Linked DNA regions of Mus musculus: all the other regions are linked to region 3. The links are chromatin contacts, called in public Hi-C, HiChIP or PLAC-seq and promoter capture Hi-C maps. All regions are on one chromosome and are shown on one strand. The core of a region is the stretch at or near the end of the contact, and the rest is flanking DNA. Distances in the headings are between cores, read along the strand shown. Region 1 holds the start of Wbp2 (WW domain binding protein 2). Region 2 holds the start of Mgat5b (mannoside acetylglucosaminyltransferase 5, isoenzyme B). Region 3 holds the start of Sphk1 (sphingosine kinase 1). Region 4 holds the start of Acox1 (acyl-Coenzyme A oxidase 1, palmitoyl). Region 5 holds the start of Trim47 (tripartite motif-containing 47). Region 6 holds the start of Trim65 (tripartite motif-containing 65). Region 7 holds the start of Fbf1 (Fas (TNFRSF6) binding factor 1).

Evidence for each region. Promoter capture Hi-C pulls out the DNA fragments that hold promoters and counts their contacts. Hi-C and Micro-C count contacts between places; a contact is called where the count stands out from the background. HiChIP or PLAC-seq counts read pairs in DNA pulled down with a chosen protein or histone mark. Capture Hi-C pulls out chosen DNA fragments and counts their contacts.
Region 1: a Hi-C map of extraembryonic endoderm stem cells shows a contact between it and region 3, with 2.7 times the contacts expected there. The contact joins the promoter of Wbp2 here to the promoter of Sphk1 in region 3. A contact is called at or near these places in 7 of 39 promoter capture datasets (the C10 cell line, embryonic stem cells, liver and 2 more), 1 of 484 Hi-C or Micro-C datasets (extraembryonic endoderm stem cells) and 3 of 115 datasets of contacts at active chromatin or transcription factors (extraembryonic endoderm stem cells, large pre-B cells and pancreatic cancer cells).
Region 2: a promoter capture Hi-C map of liver shows a contact between it and region 3. The contact joins the promoter of Mgat5b here to the promoter of Sphk1 in region 3. A contact is called at or near these places in 1 of 39 promoter capture datasets (liver) and 1 of 9 other capture datasets (liver).
Region 4: a contact with region 3 is called in an H3K27ac HiChIP or PLAC-seq map of embryonic stem cells, with 2.9 times the contacts expected there. The contact joins the promoter of Acox1 here to the promoter of Sphk1 in region 3. A contact is called at or near these places in 9 of 39 promoter capture datasets (the C10 cell line, cranial neural crest, embryonic stem cells and 3 more), 1 of 484 Hi-C or Micro-C datasets (forebrain), 6 of 115 datasets of contacts at active chromatin or transcription factors (embryonic stem cells, extraembryonic endoderm stem cells and pancreatic cancer cells) and 4 of 9 other capture datasets (adipose tissue, embryonic stem cells, liver and 1 more).
Region 5: a FOXA1 HiChIP or PLAC-seq map of pancreatic cancer cells shows a contact between it and region 3. The contact joins the promoter of Trim47 here to the promoter of Sphk1 in region 3. A contact is called at or near these places in 5 of 39 promoter capture datasets (the 3T3-L1 cell line, embryonic stem cells, pre-B cells and 1 more), 3 of 484 Hi-C or Micro-C datasets (cerebellum and embryonic stem cells), 1 of 115 datasets of contacts at active chromatin or transcription factors (pancreatic cancer cells) and 1 of 9 other capture datasets (adipose tissue).
Region 6: a contact with region 3 is called in a promoter capture Hi-C map of embryonic stem cells. The contact joins the promoter of Trim65 here to the promoter of Sphk1 in region 3. A contact is called at or near these places in 4 of 39 promoter capture datasets (the HPC-7 cell line, the SN4741 cell line, embryonic stem cells and 1 more), 2 of 484 Hi-C or Micro-C datasets (embryonic stem cells and nephron progenitors), 3 of 115 datasets of contacts at active chromatin or transcription factors (large pre-B cells, memory CD8 T cells and stem cell-derived neural progenitor cells) and 1 of 9 other capture datasets (embryonic stem cells).
Region 7: a contact with region 3 is called in a promoter capture Hi-C map of adipose tissue. The contact joins the promoter of Fbf1 here to the promoter of Sphk1 in region 3. A contact is called at or near these places in 1 of 39 promoter capture datasets (cranial neural crest), 2 of 115 datasets of contacts at active chromatin or transcription factors (embryonic stem cells and stem cell-derived neural progenitor cells) and 3 of 9 other capture datasets (adipose tissue, liver and pancreatic islet).

Annotation. Positions count from the first base shown.
Region 1 is chr11:116,084,694-116,088,512 of GRCm38.p6, forward strand. Wbp2 (WW domain binding protein 2) reads right to left here and starts at 2,302. Exons shown (of 8, transcript NM_016852.3): 1 at 2,174-2,302. The coding sequence starts at 2,232.
Region 2 is chr11:116,917,485-116,921,096 of GRCm38.p6, forward strand. Mgat5b (mannoside acetylglucosaminyltransferase 5, isoenzyme B) reads left to right here and starts at 1,379. Exons shown (of 18, transcript NM_172948.3): 1 at 1,379-2,059. The coding sequence starts at 1,992.
Region 3 is chr11:116,529,895-116,533,907 of GRCm38.p6, forward strand. It overlaps Sphk1 (sphingosine kinase 1), which reads left to right and starts at 2,557. Exons shown (of 6, transcript NM_025367.7): 1 at 2,557-3,474.
Region 4 is chr11:116,196,948-116,200,596 of GRCm38.p6, forward strand. It overlaps Acox1 (acyl-Coenzyme A oxidase 1, palmitoyl), which reads right to left and starts at 2,098. Exons shown (of 14, transcript NM_015729.3): 1 at 1,649-2,098; 2 at 1,275-1,434. The coding sequence starts at 1,757. Ten1 (TEN1 telomerase capping complex subunit) reads left to right here and starts at 1,908. Exons shown (of 4, transcript NM_027107.1): 1 at 1,908-2,036.
Region 5 is chr11:116,108,508-116,112,170 of GRCm38.p6, forward strand. Trim47 (tripartite motif-containing 47) reads right to left here and starts at 1,728. Exons shown (of 6, transcript NM_172570.5): 1 at 1,027-1,728. The coding sequence starts at 1,713.
Region 6 is chr11:116,128,879-116,132,594 of GRCm38.p6, forward strand. Trim65 (tripartite motif-containing 65) reads right to left here and starts at 2,250. Exons shown (of 6, transcript NM_178802.4): 1 at 1,708-2,250. The coding sequence starts at 2,127. It overlaps Mrpl38 (mitochondrial ribosomal protein L38), which reads right to left. Exons shown (of 9, transcript NM_024177.3): 8 at 3,542-3,678; 9 at 2,939-3,252. The coding sequence ends at 3,116.
Region 7 is chr11:116,165,919-116,169,529 of GRCm38.p6, forward strand. It overlaps Fbf1 (Fas (TNFRSF6) binding factor 1), which reads right to left and starts at 2,260. Exons shown (of 31, transcript NM_172571.3): 1 at 1,634-2,260; 2 at 1,215-1,310.

The DNA of each region.
Region 1 (3,819 bases), core at 1,052-3,551, 450 kb before region 3:
CTGGAGTTACATGTGGTTGTGAGCTGTTCCATATGGATGCTGGGAACTAAACCTGGGTTCTCTGGGAGAACAGGAAGTATTTCTAACTGCTAAACCAGCTCTCCAGCCCCTAGTCCAAGCTTCTCTAGCTGCAGCAGCAGAAAACTTCTGCACATAAAGCCCTTAAGATAGGGGCGCGAGTGCGTGTGTGTCTTTGTGTGTGTATGTACTCAATTCTCTGGGAAGAGTTCACAACTTTTCTTTTTCTTTTTTCTTTTGGAGACAGGGTTTCTCTGTGTAGCTCTGGCTGTCCTGGAACTCACTCTGTAGACCAAGCTGGCCTTGAACGCACAGAGATCTGCCTGCCTCTGCCTCTTGAATGCTGGGACCAAAGGCATGCACCACCACCTCCCGGCAAGTTCACAGCTCTTATCTCTATCAGTGGTTTGTGAATTAAAGATTAATGTTTACAAGTTTAAATTCCAAAGTTTGAGCATCATACTTAAACTTCAATTATTGCTGACACATTTGTTTCAGAAGTGTGGCTCAAGTTATTCCTTAGAACCCTACTGGTAGCAATGAGCTATGAACCAGGTGCTGAGGCCCAGGAGGGTAGATACCACCTAGGTAAGACTCAGTTTAAGAGACAAAAAATTCCCAGTATGGTAGCACATGCCTTTAACCCCAGCACTCAGGAGGCAGAGGTAGGTGAATCTCTGTAAGTTCAAGGCCAGCCTGGACTACCTAGTGAGTCCTGGACAGCCAGGGCTCTATTACACAAAAAACACTGTCTTGGAAAAACAAACAAAAAGGAATCACTCCCAAATAATGAAACTAAAGAGCCCTGGTGAATTCCTTGCACTTAAAAGCCTGAGGTAGGAGGACTGCCTCAAATTCAAGGCCAACCTGGGCTACAGGAATGAAACCATACCTCAAAAACCAGAGAGACTGGTAGAAGTGGGGACAGTCATTAGATGGCATCAGAGTACTTGGCTCAGCCAAAGAACTGGACAAAGTATACCAGAAAACAATGTAAGGTTTCTCAGATTACAAGATAAAAAGGTTTGAGTTCGTATGGTTCCATTCAGCTGTCTCCTCCTGTCCCAAATATCCTTTCTTGGTGCAATAAAAGAGGGGCAGCTCAGGTTAAAGAAGTGGTCACCAGGCACATGTGCTGGCCAGCCCCTTCCCAAGACCTACGCACACGAGGTCAGCAGAACCTGGCCTTGTCACTGCCACCTTCTCCTCTGAGTCAGCTTCCCAGGTGACAAGTCCCAAGATGGGTGCCTGTCTACACTGGGTGTGGGCTCTGACCTCCATCATGTCTCTCTTGGCTCTCAAGTTAATCCAAGCCCGGATAGTGCAAGTCAGGAGAGTCAGAATTCCAAGGAACAAGAAACAAGAGGAACAGAGAAGCCCAGCAGTTCAAGGAGGGGAGAGAAAAAAAGAATCTTAAAGTTGGGAGACCTTTGTTCGGGGAACTGACACAAGCCATTAAGAATTCAAGAGAACCAGGCAAGAGACAAGCCTTTATAAGGGTCACCGGGTTAAGTAGTTGACAGACATTTAGTTCCACCACCTCTAGGGCCTCAGCCTTTCTTTTGGAACTTGAGAAGTTCTGGAATATACGAGAAAACTGTACAGGAGTAGTTAAGCCTATTGACTTTGGGGCCAAGTTACCTTCCTTCAATTCCCCTTCTGTTACTCACAGCACAATGGTCTAAGTTATTTTAACCTCATTAGGCGTCACTTGCCCTACCTGTAAAATGTGTCTAATAGTTTCTGCGGCACAGGATTATGTATTACCTAAGGTAGAGCTGACGCAGCATAGTAAAGACGTAGTGAACGCCTAATAAATAGCAACTATGTTTTAAGACTTCGTTTGGGAAGGGGTTCAAGAAATCACCCGTGGGCCTCACTCGGCTTCCCAAACAAACCCTGACACCATTCTCTGGCCCCACCCCCACCCATCACCCCAGCTGATCAGCACTCCGGCCCTCCCCAACGACCCACCCACTCCCTCCAGCCCCGCCTCCGGCCGTTACCACCCCTTTCTCCCTCTTTCCTCCCCCCCCACGCCCCCCCCCCCACAGCGCTCCATCAATTTCCTTCTCCACCATATCCCACCGCCCACCACACACAGTGGCCGACACCCGCCCTTCAAGTCTCCAGGATCCTTCCGCCGTGTTTTCACCTCTCAGTGTTGTTGACGATCACTCCGCCGCCCTCTGAGTGATTCTTGTTGAGCGCCATAGTCTCTCCCACTGGGGTCCCGAGACTCGCAACGCTCTGCGCTTGCGCTGGTCTTTGGCCCGCCTCTAGTGGCGTCGTTCGTATTACAGTCAGCCAATCATAGTTCCTGCGCGCAGGCTGACCAACCACCTGATCTGGACTGTCACGTGGGGAGAGTTTACTCCCGCTCTCCCTCCCCCAAGTTGCACCTGCATCACAAACAAGCAGCCAACTACAATTCCCAGCAGGCAGTGGTCCGGCAACCGCGGCCTCGCCCTGCGTTTAGTGACGAGTGCATTCTGGAATTTGTAGTCTTTTTTTATATTATAGGCCAGGCTAGAGATTATATTTACAAGACTACTTAAACATTTGTACGCCTCTCTCATCCTAGCTTCCTCATGTTAAGCAAACTCAATCGAAGAAATGTAACTTAAATTTGATGATCTGGTGTATGGTACATTTAAACATTACGTAACCAGCCGTCTTCATTTCCGCAACTGTCATGAGTAGTTCGCGCTTACATTTGGGTATTCATTGCAAACTTACAGAGCAGTGCGAGATGCAGTCCCTTCTACAGTGGACTGGCAAAGCCCGAAAAAAATAAAATACGCCACTTTAATCGACCCAGATCCAGATCCCGGACCCAGAGTCGGACTGTGAACTTCTGGGGACTGAGCGGTCCGCTCCCCACCCTCTTCCCCGCCCAGCACCTGCCGCCTGCCGCCTCGCGATGGCGCTGCTTCCTGCTCTGATCTAGCGGATCCCGCTGCAGAAGTTAAACAGCAGGGTTTAAACAGGACCTAGAATAATTGAGTGGACTGACAAAGCACATGACCAACCGCCAGGTAGGACTTTGAAAATACCACTGACTCGTTTCTGCTAGTGGGTGTCTCCCCACTGCGCTGTAGTGAATCTAAACTCCACCTCTGAGTTGTATCTTTCGCAGGGCTGTCGAGGGTTGGGAGAACTCTTCAGTTTCTGGGTGGCATCTTAGCGTACCTACCCTTAACCTTAAGACACCAGTGTTTGGTTTGAAGCAGACAGCATGGTGCCCTACATCCTGGAACATTGCCACAGATTTGAGGCCAGTTTGGGCTGCATAATGATTTCCAGACCAGCCTCAGCTGCAGAGTAAAACAGTTCTGGGAAATGGCAGGTACATTATTAACTCACAGTGCAAGAGACCCTTCTGTTCGCTTTGGGGTTGTTTGTCTGTTTGTTTGTTTGTTTGTTTGTTTGTTTGTTTTTCTAGGTGCACACTAATAAAAGTCAAATGGCTACAGATTTTTGTTTGTTTGGTTTTTGAGAAAGAGTCCTGAGATTACAGGTGTGTACCACCGAGCCTGGGTTTACAAAGTTATGATGATCAGTTGAGTCCAGTATTCATGCACATCACGAAAAGCACTGTTCTAAGCTGGACTATGTCCCTAGCCAGCCCAGCAGTTTTTAAAGAGCATAGTCCAAGATGGGTATTAGTAATGACGCAATCAGGGATCAGAGGTGAGAGGACGGCTGGGGGTTTGAGCCCTGGCTCCTTGTTTGTGTATTCAATTCCAAACCGTCCAGCGACTCTGTCCCACAAAGATAAAACAGCAACAAATCCAGTAA
Region 2 (3,612 bases), core at 129-2,628, 390 kb after region 3:
GCAGGTGGTTCTGGGTGGTGTAGAAAGCAGACGGGAGCCTTGGAGAGCAAGTCTGTAAGCAGCACTCCCCCACGGCCTTTGCACACACCCACCCACACACACCCCCACAGTCTCTCTGTCAGCTCCCGCCTTCAGGTTCCTGCCTTGTGTTTCTGCCCTGACTTCCCTTCATGATTGACTGCCAGGGGAAAGTGTTAGCCAAGCATAGCCTCTCTTCCCAAGTTGCTTTTGGTCAGGATATTTATCTCGGCAACAGAAACCTAATTAGGACACCCGTGTTTTCTTCCATCTTAACCTGGTTCCATCCAAGCACCCTGGCATCCCCAGGCCCTTTGCAGCTTTCTCTGCCTCCCTTGAGCCTTTCCTTACCAGCGGTGACTGCTTTGTCTGCTTCTCCACCAGCGTTCACCTGTTACCTAGTTGCCTTACTCCCGCCAACGAGAAAACAGGCGATAAATTGGTGTTGGCGAATTGATGTGTTCGCTCGCTCGCTAGGTAGCACATTTGCATTGAGCAAGGGCAGTCTGACCGTGCCTCAGTGAAAGAGTGACGGATGGAGGAGGGAAATTCGGGCACTCCAGCCAGCTGGCTAAGGAAATGTCTGAGGGCGATGGGGTCTCTGCTGGGCCTCTAAATCATGCATCTTGTCTGGGTGCCTCCAGCTGCCACAAGCCTGGGTGATAATTTCATTCCTGGCTGTCAAGACCAAACTCACATCAACTCTAAGTGAGGAAGTGACAGGACAGTACACACACACACACACACACACACACACACACACGCAGGGATGGTGTGCGCAGGGCTCAACAATGCTAAAATTTAAGCCTGTGGGTTTGGGAATTGACTTTAAAGAGCCTTGGTGAGCTTTTTGGTCATTAGTTGTATACTAGAAAGCCCGTTAACTCAGTGATTGAGAGGGTCCAAGGCTAGACCTCAGGCATACAGCTGACGGCTCCTGGCATGAATGCCACAGCCCCAGTTTATTATAGGCAAGTGAGAAGTGGGAGGACTCGGGGAGTTTCTCAGGGTGGGTGGGTGTTGCCGAGAGAATCAGCGGGTGAGAAGCCATAGGTACGGAAGCTCTTGGGGGTGGTAGTGGTGGCTCGTGCTCTGCAGGAGAGACAAGGGTCCCCTCTCCGCGCCCCATCTCCCCTGCGCGATGCAGTTACCGGAGCAGCCTCGGCTCTCCGGTCTGCTGGATGCCCTAGGAAGTTGCATGGTCCAGGGAGGGGCGCAGAGCCATGGCTCCCGCGCTCGCGTCCCCCTCCTCCTCGCACAGCCCGGGGAGGGAGCGCAGCGAGACTGCGGCCACCAGATGGCGCTCAGGCGCCGAGGAAACGCGAGGCCGCTCCCGGGCCGCCTCCTCAGAGGGAACAATGCGGCGCCTCGGGTTGTAGCGCCGCGCGGGAGCCCGGAGCCCGGAGCGCGGGTGGCCGAGCGACCGAGCGGGCGAGCGGGCGGGCGAGGACGAAGGCAGGCGAGCGCGCAGCCGTTCCTTCCCAAAGCCATGGGCGCGGCGCTGCGCGCGGCTGCAGAGCGGCGCGGCCGGAAGGTGCGGGGGGCCGGGGTGCGGGCCTGGGGCCGCCTCTAGCCGGCTCTGAGGGCGCGGGCCCCGGGAATGAGGGCGCCCGCCGCGGGAAGCCCGTTTGCGCGCCGCGGCGCCGTCCCGCCCAGCCAGCGAGCCTAGCAGGCAGACGCGCGGCCGGCGATCTGGGGGCGCGCCGCCTCGCCTTCCCCAAAATGTGAATCGGGGAGGGCGGAGACGCAGAGAGCGCCCGGCCCCAAGCTCTCGCCGAACCCCTGCCCTGCGCGCCCAGGCCGCGCCGTGCCCCGCGCGGGGCTGCAGAGCCACCGTGCCCCGCGCTCCCTCGGTGCTGCGACCCCCCGGCTTCGGCCCGCAGCGGCTTCGTGGTTCCCGAGGCGGTCAGAGCCGGGCCCAGGACGGTGCGTCCGGCCTCGCCCCCGGCTTCTCGCCCAGACAAGTTTGAACAATGATCACAGTCAACCCAGATGGGAAGATAATGGTCAGAAGATGCCTGGTCACCCTGAGACCCTTTCGGTAAAGTTCTCTACTGGTTGGCGCAGGGAGGTCAAGACCTCCCCAAGGGGACTCATGGTGGAGCTGGGCGAGGTCGGTCCCCTCAGGGGGTGCGAGTTCGGGTGGCAAAGGAGGTTCGCGAGTCTATTCTCGATGAGGGCCATGGGGATGGGAAGACGGAATTAGATAGGGTTGGGGTATGTGTGTGTGTGGGGGGGTGCGGGTCTGGATCTTTCTTGAGTTGACCAAGATTGGAACGATATCAGGTATAGAGAGGTGAGCATGGAGTCAGAAAACACCAAGATCAAGGTCCTGGGCTCCAAAGTGGCCCCAGCCAGCAAGTCCCTTTCCTGCCCCTTGCGGTCTTTTTCATCTCTTGTCGGTCCTATCTGAGCTGCGAAGTTACTGTGGGGTGCCTAGGAAGCACCCCTGGTGTCCCGCCTGTCTCCTAGGTCGGCCCGCCCATCCTCTGCCTAGTTCATCCCCCTTCCTCTCCCCCTCCCTCCCCCTGCATCTCACTCATCTTCCTGGTGGGGGACAAACCTGGGTCTGACAGGAACGTCCCCAAGATTGGGGCAAGGACCCCCTTCTGCTAGGGATTCACTCCCAATCGCGGATCTCCAACAGACTAGATAGGCATAGCAGGTGCATGGAACACCTCCCTCCCTCCCTCCCTCCCTCCCTCCCTCCCTCCCTCCCTTCCCGTGGACAGTCCTGGCCAGGCAGGGGTGCAGTTTGTGAGAGACTCGCTAAGACCTGTTGGTCCAAGAAGGGACCCCACTTCCTTCCCCCAGACTCCAGCAGAGCTAGGCCCCGAGGCCAGACTAGGGGAGAGGGTGTCTGGGAGGCCTGAAGTACTGCCTTGTTTGGCAGCTGGGCTTCAGAAGACACAGAGGGAGAGATGGGCACCGTTGTGGGGGTGGGACTCGGGACTAGGCCACAGGTGGAGTCCGATCATAAACCTTAAGGCAGGTGCTGGCTTTTCTCCCAGGTTCTGGGTTGATCCCCGGTACCTCCAGACAACCTCCTGTACCCAGCTGGGTTGGGGCTGAGGTGATGTGGCCCACCTGCCTCTTGCCATCAGCATGCTGGGCCAGTTCTGTGGGGGCTGAGATGGCAGCCTCTGGGGACAGCAGCAGTCAGGTTGTCTGTGTGAATGCAAAGGTCTGTAGAGCCGGAGGACTGAGGGCAGGGTTTTGAAGTGTCTCAGAAATCCCTGGCCTAAGATGCCCAGGGAAAGACTCTGGCTTTTCCAGAGCTATACTGGATTCCTGCAACTTGAGAGGGTTCTGGCTGGTCCCAAATCCCTAGTCAGCTTTGTAGCCCGCTGGAACCCCCCCCCCTTACCTCCCCCCCTCCCCCGTTTCTGAAGTCAGGACCTGGTGTAATGACTGCAAGCAGCGGTCTCCAGCACCACAGACAGCGCCCTCAGCCCTAAGCCCGCCCTGAGCCCGCTTTCCCTCCTGTGTGCCTGAAGACAGGATTCCCAGATCAGTTGCCACTCACTCCCAACCCTTTAACTTCACCTCCTGTCTAGGCTGGTGGAGACCCTTAGCAACCAGTCTTCTTCAGGC
Region 3 (4,013 bases), core at 1,307-3,806:
GGCCAGTGAAGGCTTTGCAGCTGAAGGTACATGCCACCAAGCTTGACACCCTGAGTTCAAACCCTGAGACCTCGTGATGGATGCAGAGGACAGACCCTAGAAGGTCCTTTGATCTCTACACTCATACTGTGGCACACAGGTATGCACATGAACACACACAGACACATACACACACACATACACACAAACACAGAGAGAGACACATAAACACACACATAGAGACAGAGACACAGACAGACAGACAGACAGACACACACACACACAAAACCAATTTAAACATTTGGCCACTTGGCAGCCTTGAATTCCTGGGTGCAGAGGCCTGGGCTAGTGAATAACTCCCGGTCTTTTCTCTAGCATGAGGTAGGAGGGAGGAGGTGGCGGTGTGGGGGGCACTTGGGTACTTTTCTCTGGGAAAGCTGCCCAGAGGAGCCTAGGAAGGAAAACAATTCTTTTCACCTGTGAGACAGGTATGGCCTGGGAACAGAGGCTGAGCTGATAAGTCAGAATTCCAGACTGGCCCAAGGCCAAAGCCAGTTGCACCTTGCTGACAGGCTGGCTAATGAGAGAGAGAGAGAGAGAGAGAGGGGGGGGGAGAGAGAGAGAGAGAGAGAGAGAGAGAGTACACGCTTGCATGCTTGTGTTTGTGCACTTGTGCTTGGAGCTAGCTACTGTTTCTCCTGGAGATTCTCAGACCCTGGGTTCCTGAAGTGGCTGTTGAGGGGAGCAATACACCAGCCTAGCTAACACAGAGTAAGCTCTGGTGGTACTTGGCCTCCCAGACTGGGGGAAGGGCTTGGGGTTTGTTATAAGCTTTGTTGGGAATTGGTTTGACAGCTCCCATAAGGCCCTTCACCTCCCAATCCTTCCAGAGACACAAAAGAAAACCAACATCTTGTTCTTGTCCATTCCCGGCTACAGGGCCAGGGGTGCTGTTTGCCGGTTTCTACAGATAGGATAAAGTTCTTTAGGAAAGGAAAGGGTCTAGAAAGCTGCATGGAATGGGGGAGGTGAACAAGAATGAAAGAGGCAGAGACCAGAGAGGTGAGGAGGCCAGAGGATGAGGCGGCAGCCGACACAGAGGAGCCATTGTGTCCACTGGAACCAGCGCCAGACTGGAACCCCCCTCCCACTGGGTCTCTTCTGAGCAGAAGGGGAACCGGCCCTGAGGCCCAAGTATAAAATGTCCTGCAGGCTGCTTCTGCTCTCTCCCACGGACTGAGTTTCCAGTCAACCTTGCTCCACGCTTGCCCTCAGAGTATGAGAAGTTCCAGCCCCAGGCCTCAAAGAAAAGCGAGACCCTGATCCAGGTCGGCATTTTGAGCGTAAATTTACACACAGCCCGATCTTTCCTTCCCCGTGCCTCAGTTTCTCCTCTTTAGTTGTTAATGACTTGCTTGTCGGGCTTGATAAACACTCCTTCCCAAACCGTGAGAGAGCAGAGGAGGGTGTTTCCTACAGTCTGGGCAGCCAGCCCCCCTCCAAGCTCAAAATCTCGGGGAGAATAGTTTCCTCCCTGAGTCTGCTAGATACCAACGCCAGATCTGGACCCTAGGTCTCTGGTAAGGGGAGGGGGCAGGGTAGACAAGGGAGCGAGTGGCAGAGAGCCTGGCTTCCCCGCAGAGCCCCCTCCTCCCACCGCGACTCGTGTCCCCGCAGCGCGTGACCACGGCACTGCGGCTGCAGAGCTGCAATCCTTCCTTGTCCGCGCTAGATTCCAGGGGTGTAAGGTGGGAAGCCGGGGATGGGGGTAGGTGCAGGACCAGATCTTGGTAGCCACGAGTCGCGGAACCGGGGGTGGGTGATGACGCCCTTGCTCCCTCCAAATCCTCATTTTTTTTTTTTTTTGGTTGGTTGGTTGTTTCCGGGAGTTTCTCCACCCGTGAGCGTGTCGCTGAGTCACCTTCTCGGAAGGCACTCGGGGCGTTCATGATCCGGTCAGGCTGTCCCGCGGCTGTACAGAGCCAAGGCATATATTGCAGTGACGCGTGCGGAACCGCAGGTCCAGCCTGTGCCCCTGGCCCTCCTGGGGACTCCTAAAATACTGAGAAACTCGGTCGGGGAACTCCAGGGTCCTCTGGGAGAGAAGCCACCTTCAAGGCGTGACCTAGTTCACTGCAATCCTTTCTTATCTGGGTTCGTTTTCCTCTTGGACTCGCCTCTTCTGGACTTTAAGAAGCGATGCGAAGATAGAGGTGGGTGGGGTCGCGCGGGGGCCGGTGTGGGCGCGCCAGTTCTCTGTAACCGGAGCTAAACCAATGCAGCTTCCTTGGGAGTTTGGTGTCTGTTTTTGGTGCTTGGTAGGATTTGGGAGCTTCTTTTTCCAAGTCTCCGCTAATAATCTTCCAAAAATTTAACTCCGGTTAGTCACGGACACCCTCAGGTCACTTGCCATGAAATATATCACTTACACAACTATGCGTCTTGTTTATCTCCACCGAAGCGCATACACCGGGGCACGTGTGCATTTTCACCCCGAGATCGCCCGAAGGGGTGGGGAGGTTGGGACCACGCCCCCATGCTAGCCTCTCCAATCCTGATGAGAGCCCCCATTGCCCTGTCCACACTGCTGGGTTCCTCCAGTCGGTGAGGATCGTGGATCCCGATCATCCGCGGCAGGCAGCATCTCAGGCCTTGATAGTGTTCCCTGGGGGGAAAGACTCCACCTTTGGAGGTTGCTGACGAGGTACTCTCATCTCGACTTCGTCCCCAAACCGGTTCAGCTTTCTCCTGAAAGGCGTGCCAGACTGCTTCGGGTTCGGCGTCTGAGTGAGCCAGCGGCTGCATCTGGAAGCTAAAAGTAAAGGCACCGCGGAGGAGCAGGGGAGGAAGAGAAGTTCGCGGGTGGCGGGTGACCCGACCCTGGCCCAGAGTCAGGACAGCACTAGGGTCTGGATGTGGAATTCAGGCTAGGTCTAAGCGACGCCAAAGAGGCGCTGCATCCCTACTGTGAACAGCAGTTTCGAGGTTCAGTAAGCGCAGACCCACGCGTACCCGAAGCCCGCTCGGATGCTGGGCGCCGGCATGTGGGCTGCGCCCTCGCTTTCGCGCTCCGCGGATGCGCTGCTTCAGGCCGGGCTCAGAACCCCACCTCTTGCGGACTTCCTAAGCTGTTCCTCCAGCACCGGGCGCACAATCGTATCCGGGGATCCTGCCCCTCATCTGCGCGTGGCCGAGCCCAGGCTGGCGGCGACTGTGTTCGGGGAGGTGCAGTGAGATCCCGGGCGGGTGGGGGACCAGAGCTGCGCGCAACTCTGGTTCCACCCCGAGAGCACAAGGAACGCGGGGCGTGGCCAGGCCGGCCCAGAGGCTCAGCGCCCTCCCCGGGCCGCCGTGAAATTGAGCAAAAAGTTTGAGACCGGAGGGGGGCGATCCCTTGGAGTCGGTGTCAGCCCAGTGCTTCAGTTGTCCCTCTGTCGCGGGTCTGAGTCGGAGAGGAGCTGCTTTCCGCCACTGGCCGCCCGTGGGACAGATTGGGTAGGGATCCCCTTTCCCCCGCGCGCGCCCTCCCGTAGTTGGCGGTGCCTTCGTGGGTCCGTGAAGGAGACGGCCCCACGCCTGCGCCTCAGTGCACACTCGCGCTCCGGCAGGGCAGACCATAGTTGTGGGTCCGCCCAGCACAGGCAGGCTTTTGCGGGACTTGGGCGCTGTTCTCACGAGTGCGGCACGCACCCCCACCCCCACCCTCTTGGAGACTCGGAGCTTCAGCGGCTTCGTAGTTCAGGCAGGGGACCGGGCGACTGCGCAGGTTGCGATGGGGTTCTTCGTCCCAGAGTACGCGCCTCTCAATGCCAGTTCTGGGAATTGTATGCAGTTGGATTCTCCACCAAGCCCGAAGGGTGAAGAGCCGGCCCGACGAAGAGAGCCACGGGTCACTGACTCATGCGTCGGGTCCGAATCCGGTGTCCCCTGGAACGGAATGTTCGTGGGGTGGGAAGCTCATTCTGGAAAGCTAGATCCCCCACCCACGGGGCTCTGGTGATTCAGTCGCGAGCCAGGGGCTCTGGTTGGGCACT
Region 4 (3,649 bases), core at 848-3,347, 330 kb before region 3:
ATTGGTGTTTTGCCTGTATGTACGCCTATGTAGGGGTGTCAGATAACCTGGAACTGGAGTTACAATCAGTTGTGATGGTGCTGGGAATTGAACCTGGGTCCCCTGAAGATCAGACGGTGTTCTTAACCACTGAGCCATGTCTCCAGCCCCCTTATGTATAACAGAAAAGCAAAGTGCAACAGATGAGCGTCTGAGAAAAAGCGGCTTTCCTCAACCGCAGACTAAAGCGGGTTTTCCCGACCGGCCAGCCAGTAGGAAACGCCAGCATTCCATCCGACAATGCGACGTTCTTAGAATGTGGTTCTGAGAATATCGGATTCATTCTGAGGTCTGACAGGTTCTCCACGGACTCTCACACTTTCTATTACTTTATACTCAAACTACCCATTACATAAAAACAGAATCTGATAGTGTTCCAAAATAGTTCAATGTCTGGTCTTGCAATACAGTTCCTCAGAAAATCAGTAGGCGGATTTCGCCACCCCCTCTCTGTTTTGTCTTCAGTGCTGAGACTCAAACCCACAGCCTTGAGACACTAGGCAATCTGTGTTCCACTGCGCCACACCTTTGGTATCGGGAAGCTTTCTTACAAAGTGAAGGTTCACTTTGCACTTAAAGAACTTTCATAGGGATGTTTGGAACAAAAAGCTTTTTTATTATTTGCCTCTCTGTCTCCCCCATCCCCCCAGCGGGCTTCACTAGTGTTTGCCCGGCCTTCTGGCCCACCCTCTCCCACAGTTTCGCCATGTAACCCTGGCTGACGAACAGGAACTAGCTCTGCAGACCAGGCTGGTCTCAAAATCAGAGATCAGCCTGCCTCTGCCTCTGCCTCCTCCGAAGTGCTGAGATTAAAGGCATGGGTCACCGTGGCCCAGTTCAAAAGAACTTTATAAATTAAAGTTTCATCTTATTGTGTGTGGGGGTACAACAGCCACCTCTAGCAAATGGTCAGAGGACAATCTAAGGGAGGTGACTCTCTTTCTACAAATTGAAATTAGATGATTAGGCCAGGTAGCCACCTCACCATCCCTTAAAGTTTGTTAAAATTAAAAAAAAAAACAATTTTGGGCACAACCGTTCATTATTAGCATTTTTACAACTATGCTATGCTATCCTACTAAAAGATCTAGATGCAAAAGTAATATTATTTTTCACACATAAAATTGAATCATGAAGTATTCAATTTAAGCCTTTAAACGACATGCGCGGTAAGAAGACCTCCCCAGACTGCAGCTGTAGTTTGGGCATACACTAATGTGCTAAGATACACCTACTTTTTAAACCACATGATTTCTTCAGGGTCTGCGATGCCAAATTCCCTCATCTTCTTCACCATGGTGGCACTCTTCTTAACAGCCACCTCGTAACGCTGGCTTCGAGTGAGGAAGTTATAGTCCTCATGTTGGAAGTCTGGATCGTTCAGAATCAAGTTCTCTGAAAGAGGGTTAAATGACATCAAGAGAAACAGGTACTCACCCTCCCTGACTCCCATCAGATTAGAACAGAGGACGTTCCCCTCCTAATCCTGACACCGGACGCCCATCGAAGTAGGGGTCCCCGCTTCCCCTCAACTCCAGAGGCCCCAAATCCTCATTCACGGGGGTCTTTCGCCTGGTTCGGTATAAGAGGCCCGGCCCTCCAGGCTCACCGATTTCTCGACGGCGCCGGGTGTTCTCCGGACTACCATCCAAGATGTGCGTGATTAACTCTGGATTGAAGGTGGCGGCGGCCCGCTCCTTGCGCAGATCGGGATTCATGACGGAGACCAGTGCTGGGGGCAGAGGAGGTGGCGACAGAAGTGACAGGCACCAAAGCGATGACAACCTGTCTCCGCAGCTCAGGCGCCGACCAGGCCCTATGAGCGGAGCGAGACAGCCCTCGGCCCCGCCCCCTCGAGCCGTCCCCGCCCCGTCCCCGCCGCCACTCCTCACGTGACCGGCTGCAATCCCCGACGCTGGTACCGCCCGCCGGACGGACGAATCCCCTGCTGCGGGCCAGGGGAGGTCCCCGAGCGGCTCCTCGCCAAGGAAAGCAAGGTAAAAGGTCAAGGGACCGCAGTGGCACTGGAAAGGGAGTGGGGCTCTTCCCGGACCTCACGTCTCCAGGTTCACGTGATCTTTCCGGGAGGAAAAGAGCCCTGGAGACGCGCGCAACCGATTGGCCAGGGCCTTGAGGGGCGGGATTGCGCCTGCGCTGTGGGACTCACCTCCTTTCAGGCTAGGGCGGTGGGTGTGTGTGTGTGTGGGGGGGGGGTCCTCTCACCACAGTGTCCCCGGAAACCAGAAGGGAATGGGTGTCAAGGGTCTCGGGCGGGGTGAGGAGGCTAATAGAGGAAAGCTGTTGATTTTACTGGAACCCAAACAAATTGGAGCGAAAGGGTAACAGGACAAAGGTTACGTTCGGGAGACGGTTCATTGTCGTTGGCTAAAAATATTGCCGACTTGACTGACGTTAGAGACTTGGGATGCAAGGACCTGGTCCTGCGGAGCTTCCGGGTTTATGCACTGGGCCTGGATTTAAAGCGAGAGGGAACAGGTCCAGTTTCTCTACATTTTATAGCCCAAGTCTTTTCCCACCTAAACCGGCAGGGCAGGTCCTAGAAATTTTGAAATCTAGACTTTACTTTGCCATATCATTATCGTCATCGAAGATGTACCTACGCCTAAGAAGTTCTAGCGTAGGATTTATAACAAAGAGTTCCTGAGCCTCAAAGACAGCCAGTTTTCACCAGTTTGTTTTTTAATTCTTCCTTAAAAATTGCTAAGTAGTAGGCTGGAGATGTCGAGCATGCACTAAAGCCAAAATATAATCTCAAAGCACAGCATAAACTGGGCACCGTGGCACACACAGGCTTGCAACTTCAAGTGGAGGTCTGAGGATCACGAAGTCCAAGATCATTATCAGCTATATAGAATCGGACTGAAGGCAGCCTGGGCTGTGTAATGCCTTGTTTCAAAAAGCCTTTAAGTGCTAAGTAAAATGCACTCTTTCTTCATTTGATTTCATGCCACCAAAAAGAACTACGCCGGTAGTGGCGCACGCCTTTAATCCCAGCACTGGGGAGGCAGAGGCAGGTGGATTTCTGAGTTCGAGGCCAGCCTGGTCTACAAAGTGAGTTCCAGGACAGCCAGGGCTACACAGAGAAACCCTGTCTCGAAAAAAAAAAAAAAAAAAAAAAAAGAACTACATTTCTTCATTACCTCTCTAACTTGCCCTTGTAACAACATATGTAAGACCCTTTTACAGTAACGGTGCTGAGAATGGGTTAAACGAATGAAGGCTTTAGCCTGAATGCAAAGTTAATGGAGCCCCCAAAATTCAATATTTTAATGCACTTTCTTTTCTTTTTTCTTTTCTTTTCTTTTTTGTTTGTTTGTTTGTTTGTTTGTTTTGTTTGTTTTTCGAGACAGGGTTTCTCTGTATAGCCCTGGCTGTCCTGGAACTCACTTTGTAGACCAGGCTGGCCTCGAACTCAGAAATCTGCCTGCCTCTGCCTCCCGAGTGCTGGGATTAAAGGTGTGCGCCACCACGCCCGGCACACTTTTTTTTCTTGATGCAGGAGATAGACCTCTCAGCTACATCCTCAGCTCCACAAAATTTAAAAGTTTAAAAGGGAAAAGAAGAAAAATTCTGAGAAGTTAAATAAAGA
Region 5 (3,663 bases), core at 478-2,977, 420 kb before region 3:
CTGGCCCAAGCTGGTGCCATTTCCAAATGCCTGGCAAGGAAGCAGGTTGTGGGCATATGACAACCTGTTGACCAGAGAAGCCAGTATAGGGCCACCTATGATTCTCTATTTGGGATTGTTTTCCCCCTGGGGAAGAGGCAAAGTGTGAGAGGGTGGGGTAGGGTGTGACGTGACGGAACCAGAAAAGAGGACACTAAATAGTCCTGGGGATTAGTCTCAAAAGAGCCTTCACCCCCAATCCAGCTCTGAAAAATGGGGATTCCGGGCAAATCCCTCGGCTCTAATGAGTCACAGCTCCAGGCAGGAGAGGCGGAAAATCCCAAAGCCAGAGGCGCCAAGACCGGGATGGAGGCCAAAGGAAACTGGGGGTGGGAGGTAGCGGGACACTGGGCACATGCTCCCCACGGCCCCAGAGCATTCGGACAGAGGAGATCTGTGTGACCAGCCCAAACTCCGTCGCTCTCCTGGTGCCCGCCACACCCATACAAAGTGGCTGACTCAATTCAGGACGAATCTGAATTGAAGAGGGCATCAGCTACGGGGCCCCGCCCGCACCCAGCGACTCCTGACCCCCACGGCTTCTGAGGGCCTAATGCGGATCCCTCTCTCGCTTTACACTTACACTAATCTAGCTAAAGCGCTCTCTCTCTCTCTCTCTCTCTCTCTCTCTCTCTCTCTCTCTCTCTCTCTCGGCTTTTTGCCACTCTTTCATCTTACTAGTCCCTCCCGACTCTCTTTCCATCCACACCAGCCCCAGCAAATGACAGTGTAGACCGGAAGAGGTTGCAAAGATTCTCAGGCTAGAGGAGGAAACTAAGGCAGAGCCTATTGAGTCAGAGAGATGAAGCCCATGTAAAGGCAGGAGGAGAGAACCAACCCCACAAAGTTGCTTCCTTCATCTCCATGTGCACAGCCATAATGATAAAACAAATATATAACAGACACACCCGGATAAGAGTGAGGGACTAAATAGCTCTAGTGTCCCTCCTGTCACCCATCTCCACGTGTCGACTCAAGGTGCCCCACCTCCTGAAGCGCGCGCTCCTGCTCCAGCGGCACGAGCTCGTGGCCGCGATGGTCCTGAGTGGCACAGGCCTCGCAAAGGCACACACGCTCCACGCGACAGTAGCGCTCCAGAGGCCGCAGGTGGCGCGGACACAGGCTCTCCTCAAGTCGGCGCAGCGGGGGCACCAGGCGGTGGCCGCGCAGGGCGGGGCTGCGTTCGTGGGGGGCCAGATGCGCGGAGCAGAAGGAGGCGAGGCAGGAGAGGCAAGAGAGCGCGGCGGGCAGGGCGGCGCCCTCGGGGCACGCGTCGCAGCGCACCGGCTCCTCACCCGCGGGCCACTGCTCCGGCGCGCAGGGAGCCGATGGTTCCGGAGCCGGAGGTGGTGCGCTGGGCGCGGAGGGCTCGGGCGTGGCGCCCCGGGTCGATCCTGAAGCCGGGGCGGACATGGGTCCCGGGACCGAGCCCTGGCGGAGCTGCAGCAACTCGGACAGCGTGTGGTTCTTGCGGAGCTGCAGGCCGTCGGGGAAAGGCTCCTGACAAAGTGGACAGCGAGCTGGACCTCCGGAACCACCGGTGCCGCCCGCGCTCCGGTGCGGCCAGAGAGCGCCCAGGCAAGCGAGGCAGAAGTTGTGGCCGCAGGGTAGTGTCACCGGCTCCCGGAGCGGTTCCAGGCAGATGGGGCAGCTGAAAGGCCCGCTGCCGTCCATGGCTCCGCCGCTACCCGGGCACCGCCTGTGCTGCTCCCGCCTGGGAGGGACCTGGGACGGTTCGCGCCCGGCACCGCCCCTTGGGACCCTGGCCAAGGGTCCGGCCCCCTCCTACCCCTCCGCAGCTCTGCTCGCCCCAGCGCGGCTCGCCACCGCCGCACCCACCGGTCAGCAGACGCCGCGAGGCCGGCCAGCCCTCCAGGGGAGCACGACCCTCTTGAGACTTCTACCCAGCGTGGGCGGAGGCGGTGGGACTGCCAGAGGATTGTGAAAAGGAGAGGACCCGGAGCGAGAATGTGAGGGGATTCATGGGGAGGAGGCTGAGAGGACATTCGATCCTCCATCCTCTATCCTGGTCAGCCAGGTGCCATGGTGGGCGTGCACAGCCATGTAGCCAGCGCCTTTCCCTCCAGACCCCTCCCAGGTACAGTTAGCCAAGTTCCCTGAGTTGCTGACATACAGAAAAACTTACTGCTGGTATGTGTCTGTTTTGACCTCTTAGCGACTGTGTTTACCCGCGCTGGGGAACTTAGCCTTGTCTAGATCTGAAATGGGAAGCTGACATCACTTGACAAATCCCTTGTCTGAGGAATTTACTTCCGTTCATGGATACTCGCGGGTGCCTGTAGTTCCCCAAAAGGAGACACTGGTTAAGGCCTGCCCAACTATGCATTTAGAACAGTGCGTCTAGTTGCAAGGACTTGTGCTTGAGATTTAGTCTCTGTATGTAGCCCAGAGTGACCTAGAACTCTTCATCCTCCTGCCTCAGCCTCCTGAGTGCTGGGATCACAGGCTTATGGCTTCTTCGTGTTGTTTCTGGGATAGGTCTTTCTTACATAGCCTTGGTTAGCCCAGAGCTTATGTTGGCCTTGATTCCCATGCCTCCACTTCTCCAGTATTGAGATTCCAGGTGCAGGCCACCATGTCGGGTAAACTGACATTGTAATAATGCAATAATGTTAAGCTTTAAACTATGTAGAATCAAATTGTCAAAATTATTTTAGTAGTTATTTTATATGCGCACACTGTTGCTGTCTTCAGACACACCAGAAGAGGGCGCTGGATCCCATTACAGATGGTTGTGAGCTACCATGTGGTCAGTGCTCCTAACCGTTGAGCCATCTCTCCAGGCCCTTATTATTGTTATTATTATTATTATTATAGAGTGGAGCCCACAGTTGGTAAAGTGTAAGGGCCTGAGTTAGATTCTAGCCCCTGGTTAAAGGCTGAGCATGGTGTCCAAAACCAAACGAATAAACAAAGTGGGTGGAATAGTGTTGTTACAACCCTCGATAAAAAAATAAGCATCCATGTGCCCATGTGATAGTTACCTGTAACTATCAGCAGAATCCCAAATAATTCCTGTAGGCTCTCCAAAGTGACTCCTTGTCTGTGTGCTAAGCACGATGGCTTCTGAAGGCACCGAGCGAGCGAGCACTCTCTCAGTGGGAACACTGACACAGCTTACCCAGACAGTCAGAGTGATCATCAGCCATGGTCAGCCGTACCATAGCATGGAGTCTTTGATGATGGGATGGGACGGGGTGACAAATGAGCTACCTTGCTCATGTACCTACATGTGCCCTCCCAAGTGCCACCATCACATCTGTGTGTCACCATGCCATGGTGTACACGTCCATTTGCGAGGCTGTAGACAAGGCTCATCCGTTAAGAGCACTGGTTATTTCTGCTGAGGACTCAAGTTCAGTTCATGTCACGTCATTGTGCTTACAACCACCTGTAACTGCAGTTTAGAGGGATCCAGCGCTCTCCTCTGGCCTCCGAGGAACAGTGCACGCGGTGAATTTAAAGGCAAGCAGACAAACGCGCCTGCGCATAAGAGAAGGCAAACCAACACTTTTAGTTAACATAATGGAGTCATGGAGGCAGTTCTTCCCACGGTAGCTGGCTAATCTCCAGCTGCTGAGAGGGTGTTGGTGCACCCACGTC
Region 6 (3,716 bases), core at 1,000-3,499, 400 kb before region 3:
CCTTCTCATTGTTGCTTTGAGACAGGGTCTCACTGTGTAGTCCTGGCTGGCCGGGAACTTTCCACATAGACCAACCTGATCTTGAACTTACAGAGATCCGCCTACTTCTGCCTCTATAGTGATGGAATTAAAGGCATGCATCACCACACCAGCTAACTTATTTTTTTTAATGTATGTGTGTTTGTGTGTGGGTTGTGTTTATGTAAGTGTGGGTCCATGCATACATGCCAAGATGCACATGTGAAGGTCAGAGGGGCAACCTCAGACATCTCAGTCTGTACCCTGTACCTTGAGACAGGGTCTCTTGTTTGCCACTGTGTGTGCCAGCCTCCCTGGCCCTTGAGCACTCTAGGTCTCACATCCTCTCTCCTCTCGAGCACAACTCTGTCCCCCGGAGCATGAGCCACCTGAGCCTCTGTGCTGAGAGCCTCTAACCTCCATACCCAGCTGGGTCTTTCCTACACTTGTCAGGGGCAGCAGTGCCTCAGCCTTACCCCTTGGGGCTTCAGAAGCTGCAGGGCTCACCCTTCAAGTCTCTGCCACTCACCCTTTGACCTCACCCTGGCCCTGTCACCAGCACCAAAATGCCCCAAGCATGTATCCTTAACCCAGCTTTCCTTCCCTCGTTGGTTTCAGCCTGCCTGTGCTAGTCTTCCACAGCCACTCAGCTCCCTCCCTTCCCATCCCTGTCCCTGTCCCTGTCCCCGTCCAGTCACTCCTCCACTCCCTGTCCACGGCCTCTCGGTCCATGCACTACAGTCCTGGTCCTCTCGCTCCATCTCCTCCGTCTCATCCCTGGTAATCTCAGCCTCACTTCTTGGCTGTGATGGCCATGGGCAAGGACATAGGCCACCATGGTACCAATTCCGTGGTCACTTTTGCCTTTAACTAAAACCTCTCAGCAGCCTGGGGCACCTGGAGAACTCTCCCTCCTGTAACTGCTTGTGCCCTGGCCGCCATCTCTACAGCTTTGTCAGGATGTAATCCCCTGCCCAACAAATTTCCACTCCTTCTAGGGATACCATAGCGACTTCTTTCACTTCACTGTCCGCATCTCTTCCCAGCTCTCAGTAGATGTCTGTGCCCCCACCCCTGTCTGTGTACCCCACACACTGCATATCCCAAACCAGCTACTCTCTACCCAACCTCAGCACACAGCAGCCCGGTCTCCCGAAGAAACCCTTGTCCTGCGTCTTACTCTCTCCACTGGGCACCGGGCTCCCACTCACTTCTCATTTCTTTTGTTTTGCAGCTGAGACCTCCTTCCTCTTACCCCTCATCTCTTACCCCCTCCACACCCCAGCTGGGGCTCAGACTCCAGAAAGCAGAAATCTGATGACATCATCACCCTGTCTCAGCTTGGAAAGGCACTGCACATCCCTAGAGGAAGAGTCACGACCACCATGCAGACTGGCCCTGCTGACTCTACATTCACGTTTTGCTGAGACTCTATCTGACCCTTGAGTAGATCCTTCAGTCTCTGAAGGGCAGAAATCACACTTACTGAATGCTGGCCACCTTAGCGAATGGGGCTGCCAGCCCTGACCTAACACTCTGGCTCTACTTTATTCAGAGGACCTGGGGAGAGCTGCGTGCAGCAGTCAGGTGCACGTGCCCTCTGGGTTCATATGGGAACCCGCAGATCCTGCTGCAGCCCCTGGCCCTGGCCACAAGCAGTTTCGGCCCTCGGAGAGGCCCTTCCCGCACCTCGCGCACGCGGCGCTCCACGTCCAGCAGCGCCCGCTCGTGGTGGCTGCAGTCGTGCACCGTGCACGCGCTGCACACGCAGAGGCCCTCCGTGCGACAGAAGAACTCGAGCGGCCTCCCGTGGCGCAGGCAGCGAGCGCTGTGGCTTGTGGCGGAGTCCCGGCGCGGAGTCACGGCGGGCGGCGCCGGCAGAACGGGCAGCGCCTGCAGCAAGGTGCTCATCTTCACGTTGCGGGACAGCTTGGCGCCCTCGGGGAAGGGCTGGCGACATTCCGGACACGACTTTTCGCAGGAACGCCATGAATCCTGGATGCAGTTCCCGCAGAAGCTGTGCCCGCAGGGCAGCGTCACCGGGTCCCGGTAGCGACCTAAGCAGATGGAGCAAGTCACCACGTCCTCCTCCAGCAACTGAGCGGCCATGGCGGAAGCGAGGCCCAGTGCTCAGATCTCTTAAAGGGGCCGAGGCTACCAGTGCGAGCACTACGTTGGGGAAGACAGTCCAGGAAGTCGCGGCAGTGCGCAGCCTGGTGCACTAGAACGTTCCTTGGCAGGGATCCAAGTCACCCTTGCTTGCCCGCCTTCTGACGCACTGGGAGCTGGGGCGCGGCTCCCTCCGGTCCACCCTGACTATTTGTGTTCCTTCCCTAGACTCTTTTTTGGGGGGGAGGAGTGGGTGGGAGGGTTTCGAGACAGGGTTTCTCTGTGTAGCCCTGGCTGTCCTGGAACTCACTTTGTAGACCAGGCTGGCCTCGAACTCAGAAATCCGTCTGTCTCTGCCTCCTGAGTGCTGGGATTAAAGGCCCAGGGCATGGTGTCTGTTCACAGCAGTAAAACCCTAAGACAGGCTACTGTCATCTCCTCTACAGCTGAGCAGAGCAGATGGGAGTTCCAGGGTCCCCAAAGGCAGTATGAATCAGAGATCACTCCTAATGGAGTAGGCAGAACTGATTTGTTTCTAGGCCTCTAGCCTCACAGTGGGGGCTCCAGGCCTTGGTGGGGGCTGAAATATGCTAAGGTAACAAGCAATCTGTTGCTAGGTCTGACAGGGGCAGGACTTTCTCCTCGAGGAGGTTCTGATCCCGGGGCTGTCTTTCACAAAGATCACAGGCTGGGCAAAGGTTCACTTTTCATGTGTACCCCCAGCTACCGGGCTGCTGGGCACCTTCTGCTCACCCACAGAGCACTAAAGCTTCACTAAAAGGGTCTGGGTGCCCGAAAGTGAAGACATATTGGCATCAGGAAAAAAGTATTTTATTCACATAGAATCGAGGCACATCCACAAGCCCCTGGGTGTCCTGGGAGAGGCCAGCATGGGACTGTCTCAGTTGGCTTCAGATGGCTCTCTCCGGAGGTGTGACCTTCCAGCTGCTGCGACAGTTCCCCCTCGGAGATGAATGTACTGAGTCTCTCAGTAGATTCCATAGGTGGGCTCATGACTGTCCCTGTATCGGTCCAGATAGCGTAGGGGCTGCTCGTGGGGGAAGCGCTTCTGTTTGGGGTGGTAAGGGGGTGGCCGTACAAATTCAAACACAGGTTCCCGCATGTCTGCAAGAAAAGTAAGGGGAGAGTGGTGGACTTCTGCTGACCTGGGCCTCCTTCCTTGCCTGTGAGGCTGGAGTTCTGCCAGGGACTTTTTTGGGTTTTTCGAGACAGGGTTTCTCTGTGTATCCCTGGCTGTCCTGGAACTCAGAAATCCGCCTGCCTCTGCCTCCCGAGTGCTGGGATTAAAGGCATGCGCCACCACCGCCCGGCTCACCCTGGCTTTCAAAGGCCATCTCCTGGCATGGCAGGAAAGGTCTTTATCCCCAGGCCTGCCTGACCACTAAGCCCTTACCTAGAAGCTGGTGGAAGGTGTGGGTGACAGAGTCATCCCAGCGGCACTGGAAAAAAGCCAGACCGGCTGGAGTCATGGCTTCCTGGTGTCTCTTGTAGAAATCAAAAGTGCGGAAGGTCCTCTGGGCCAGCTGGTAGCTATGAGGAGATGGGCAGCATGTGAGGGGAGGGAGCAG
Region 7 (3,611 bases), core at 1,010-3,509, 360 kb before region 3:
GAGAAAATAAAAGAAACTGCTTAAAAGATGGAAGCTGGAGCGATGGCCGGCTTAGGAGCCAAGAGCCCAAACTGGTTTTGCAGAGGACCTGAGTTGGGTTTCCAGCACTGTGTTGGGTAGATCACAAGCCCCCCAGCACCCCAGGTCCAGGGGGATCCAAGCCTCTAGCACCCATGGGCATCTGCACCCACATGCACACACACATTCATAGAATTAAAAACAAAATCTGGACACAGCATAATGCTGAAATACCAGGACTTGGGAAGAGGTTAAAAAAAAATCCCGAATCTCAAGGCTATCCTCAGCTACATAGCAAATTCAGGGCCAACCTGGGCTACGCAAGTCTCAAAAATAAATAAATACACATAAATAAAAGGTAGAATTCAGCATTTCCCAGTGCTTGGCTCCAAGGCTCTTAAGAATCCTTCACTTAAGAGATCAAAACCCAGCAGGGTAGCAGTGGTTCATGCCTTTAATCATAGCACGCAGGAGGTAGAGGCAGGCAGATCTCAGAGCGTGAAGCCAGCCTGGTTTACAGCGCAAGTTCCAGGACAGCCAGGAATTGGTCAAACCTATTTCTATAATCCCAGAATTCCTGAATTGAATGCCATTCAGTGAGTAAAGGTGCTATTGCCAGCAGGCCTGCCTATCTGAGTTGGATAGCCCAGGACACGCATTATGGAGGTAGAGAATTGACTCCTGCAAGTCTTCCTTTTACCTCCATGTGCGTGTGTGCTCCACTACGCCAGATGAGTAAGTAAAGTTCAAAAAGAATTCCTGAGGTGGGTATGATCATACACACTTAGCGGCAACCCTAGAACTTGGCAGGAAAATCACAAGTTCTAGGCCAACCTGAGGTATGTAATAGAAAAAGCAGTCTGGAGGTGGTAGCACTTAGGAGGCAGAGGCAAGTGGATTTCTGGGTTTGAGGCCAGCCTGGTCTACAGAGTGACTGCTAGGACAGCCAGAGCTACACCGAAAAACCCTGACAAACAAATCAAAAGAGACAGAGATGAGTATTTGAGCTGGACTGGATCCCCAGTACCCATAGGGGCTTACAAACTGTCACTCCCATCGGGGACAGATGAATGGATCGATGTGTTTTTTGATTGCCCAGACATGCATGTGGTGCACAGACAGACACACAGACAAAACACCCATACGCATAAAATTAAAATTTTAAAAAGAAGAAAAAGTTAGGCAGTGCTTCATACCTGCAATCCCAGCACTTGGGAGGCTGAAGCAGGATTGCTGAGTTAGGGGCCAGCTTGAATGATATATATAGTGAATTCTTGGGCTAGGGTAAGCTCCTGCCGCAAGAAACAGATTGGGGGAGGGGTGGGAGGGAGAGAGAATACATGAGGATTCCTTATTCACTTATCGGCCTTTCCTTGGCTTGGAGAGTATTTTAAAAGTAGACCATATCCTTTACCCTGGAAGTGGTGACAAGTGGAGCCATTTGGAAAGAGAAACCACATCCGGACTCAAATCCCTTGCCAGGAAACTCTCTATAGGCTGCATCTAGCACAAAGCCTGACAGTGAGTTCACATATGATAAACATTTCATACAGGGAACAGAATTTCTCAGCATTTCCTACCTCCTCTTTGTCTCTTACACTTCACCCAAACCCACCTTCACGTGCCTAGGAAGAAAGGCAGCTGGGGCGCTCATCTGTCTTCTCGGTGTGCCTAGTCTCTTATTAAAATGCAAAGTGTATCTGGGGTTGTGGACACAGGGGAATGCTTGTGTTTCTCCTGTGCAATGGCAACTTTAGCGATCTACAAGTCCAAACGCGTTTTCGCTCATATCACATCAAAGAATTTCTGCTATCTCCTATGCATTCCGTCGCAGCTTCCCAGACAGGGCCGGGGGTACATTTTCTAGGGGCAGCTTGTAATGGCCAAAGTGTTCCAGAATATTGTCACGTCTTCACATATTCAACCAACTCCATGAAGGCATTTTAAAATCCGCGAGCCCGCCCCTCAGCCACAGCGGGTCCCGGAGTGTAGCGCCAGGCCAGGCATTGTGCCTCTCAATGTTCCATCCCCCGCGCGCCCATCCCGTCTGAATCCAGACACAGCCGAGCTTCTCCCTAGTCCCTAGGGGCCCTGTTAAGAGCTGTCCTTTCAGAAACAAGGCCACGGAAACCAAGCCCAACCAGATCCCAGGGTTCCGACTCCACTCAGTGCGCTCCGTTCGGCCAGGCCTACCACCTCTCCGCCGGCGACAGTCCCACCTCGCAGCCTCTGGCCTCAAATAGACGGTGGCGTGGAGGATTCTAGGAACTGTAGTCCGTCGCCCGTTCACTAGCGGGCCGAACCACAGGACTTGACCGGAAGGACTACATCTCCCAGCGTGCCCCGCAGCGGGGGCAAGGCGTCTGTTGGATGCTCCGCGAGTTGCTAGGAGCTGTCTCAACGTCACTCCCGTGAAGCGCGGGGAAAGCATCTCCCGACTAGGTGCAAGGGAGTTCCTCAAGTTCGGAGGGCTAATTGGTGACCATGATCTTCTTCTTGATCAATCATAAGGTCAAAGCTGCTCTGTCAGAAGACCCAAAACTATCAACAAAGGCACACAGTGGACATGCCACGCCCAGAATCATAGCGTTTGAAACCTAGGCTAGACCTAGATTGTCAATTTCCTAGGTCAAAACTGGCTGTTGAGACCAGCTACATAATAGTGTCTCGGAATTAACACAACACACTTTCTTAGGTGCAATCCAAAGAAGGAGTAAATAAATCTCTAGCCAGAGGCAAGGTGGTGCTCTGCCAACACAGATGCTCCAACTCTCTACAAATTTAATTTTAAAAAATTGTTTTATATGTGCTGATGTTTAGATCGAGTCCACCCTCCATTGTACTATTGTACCTGCTCCAAATCTTCCCATAGCTGTTTCCTCCCCAACTTCATGTGTTCTTATAGAAAAGAACTTAGTGCCTTGAACCCAAGACTACCAGCCCAGGGATGGCACCACTCACCATGGGCTAGGCCCTCCCCCATTGATCACTAATTGAGAAAATGCTTTACAGCTGGATCTCATGAAGGCAATTACTCATCTGATGCTTTTTCCTCTCTGATGACTCTAGGGTGTGTCAGGTTATACACAAAATCAGCTAATACACCTGTCTTACAAGGAAAGAGAGGAGAAGGAAGAAGGAAGAGGAGGAAGAAGAGAAGGAAGAGGAGGAGGAAGAGAAGAAGGAAGAAGAGGAGGAGAAGGAAGAGGAGGAGGAGGACAAGGAGGGGGAGGAGGAGGGAGAGGAGGGGGAGGAAGAAGAGGAGGAGGAAGAGGAGGGGGAGAAAGGAGGAGGAGGAGGGGAAGGAAGAGGAGGAGGAGGAGAGGGGAGGAAGAGGAGGAAGAGGAGGAAGGGGGAGGAAGAGGAGGAGGAGGAGGTGGAAGAGGAGGGGAGGGAGAATCTTGTATACAGTTTGTAGGAGGGAAATGGAACAGACTCAGGAGAAAGCAACCATACCACGGATGATGTCGGCCGGAAGCTAATCAAGCAGTGCTGCCTAAAAGGGACACAGGTTCTCTCAGGGACACCACATAAAAGGGACACAGGTTCTCTCAGGGACATAACATAAGAGGGACACAGGTTCTCTCAGGGAT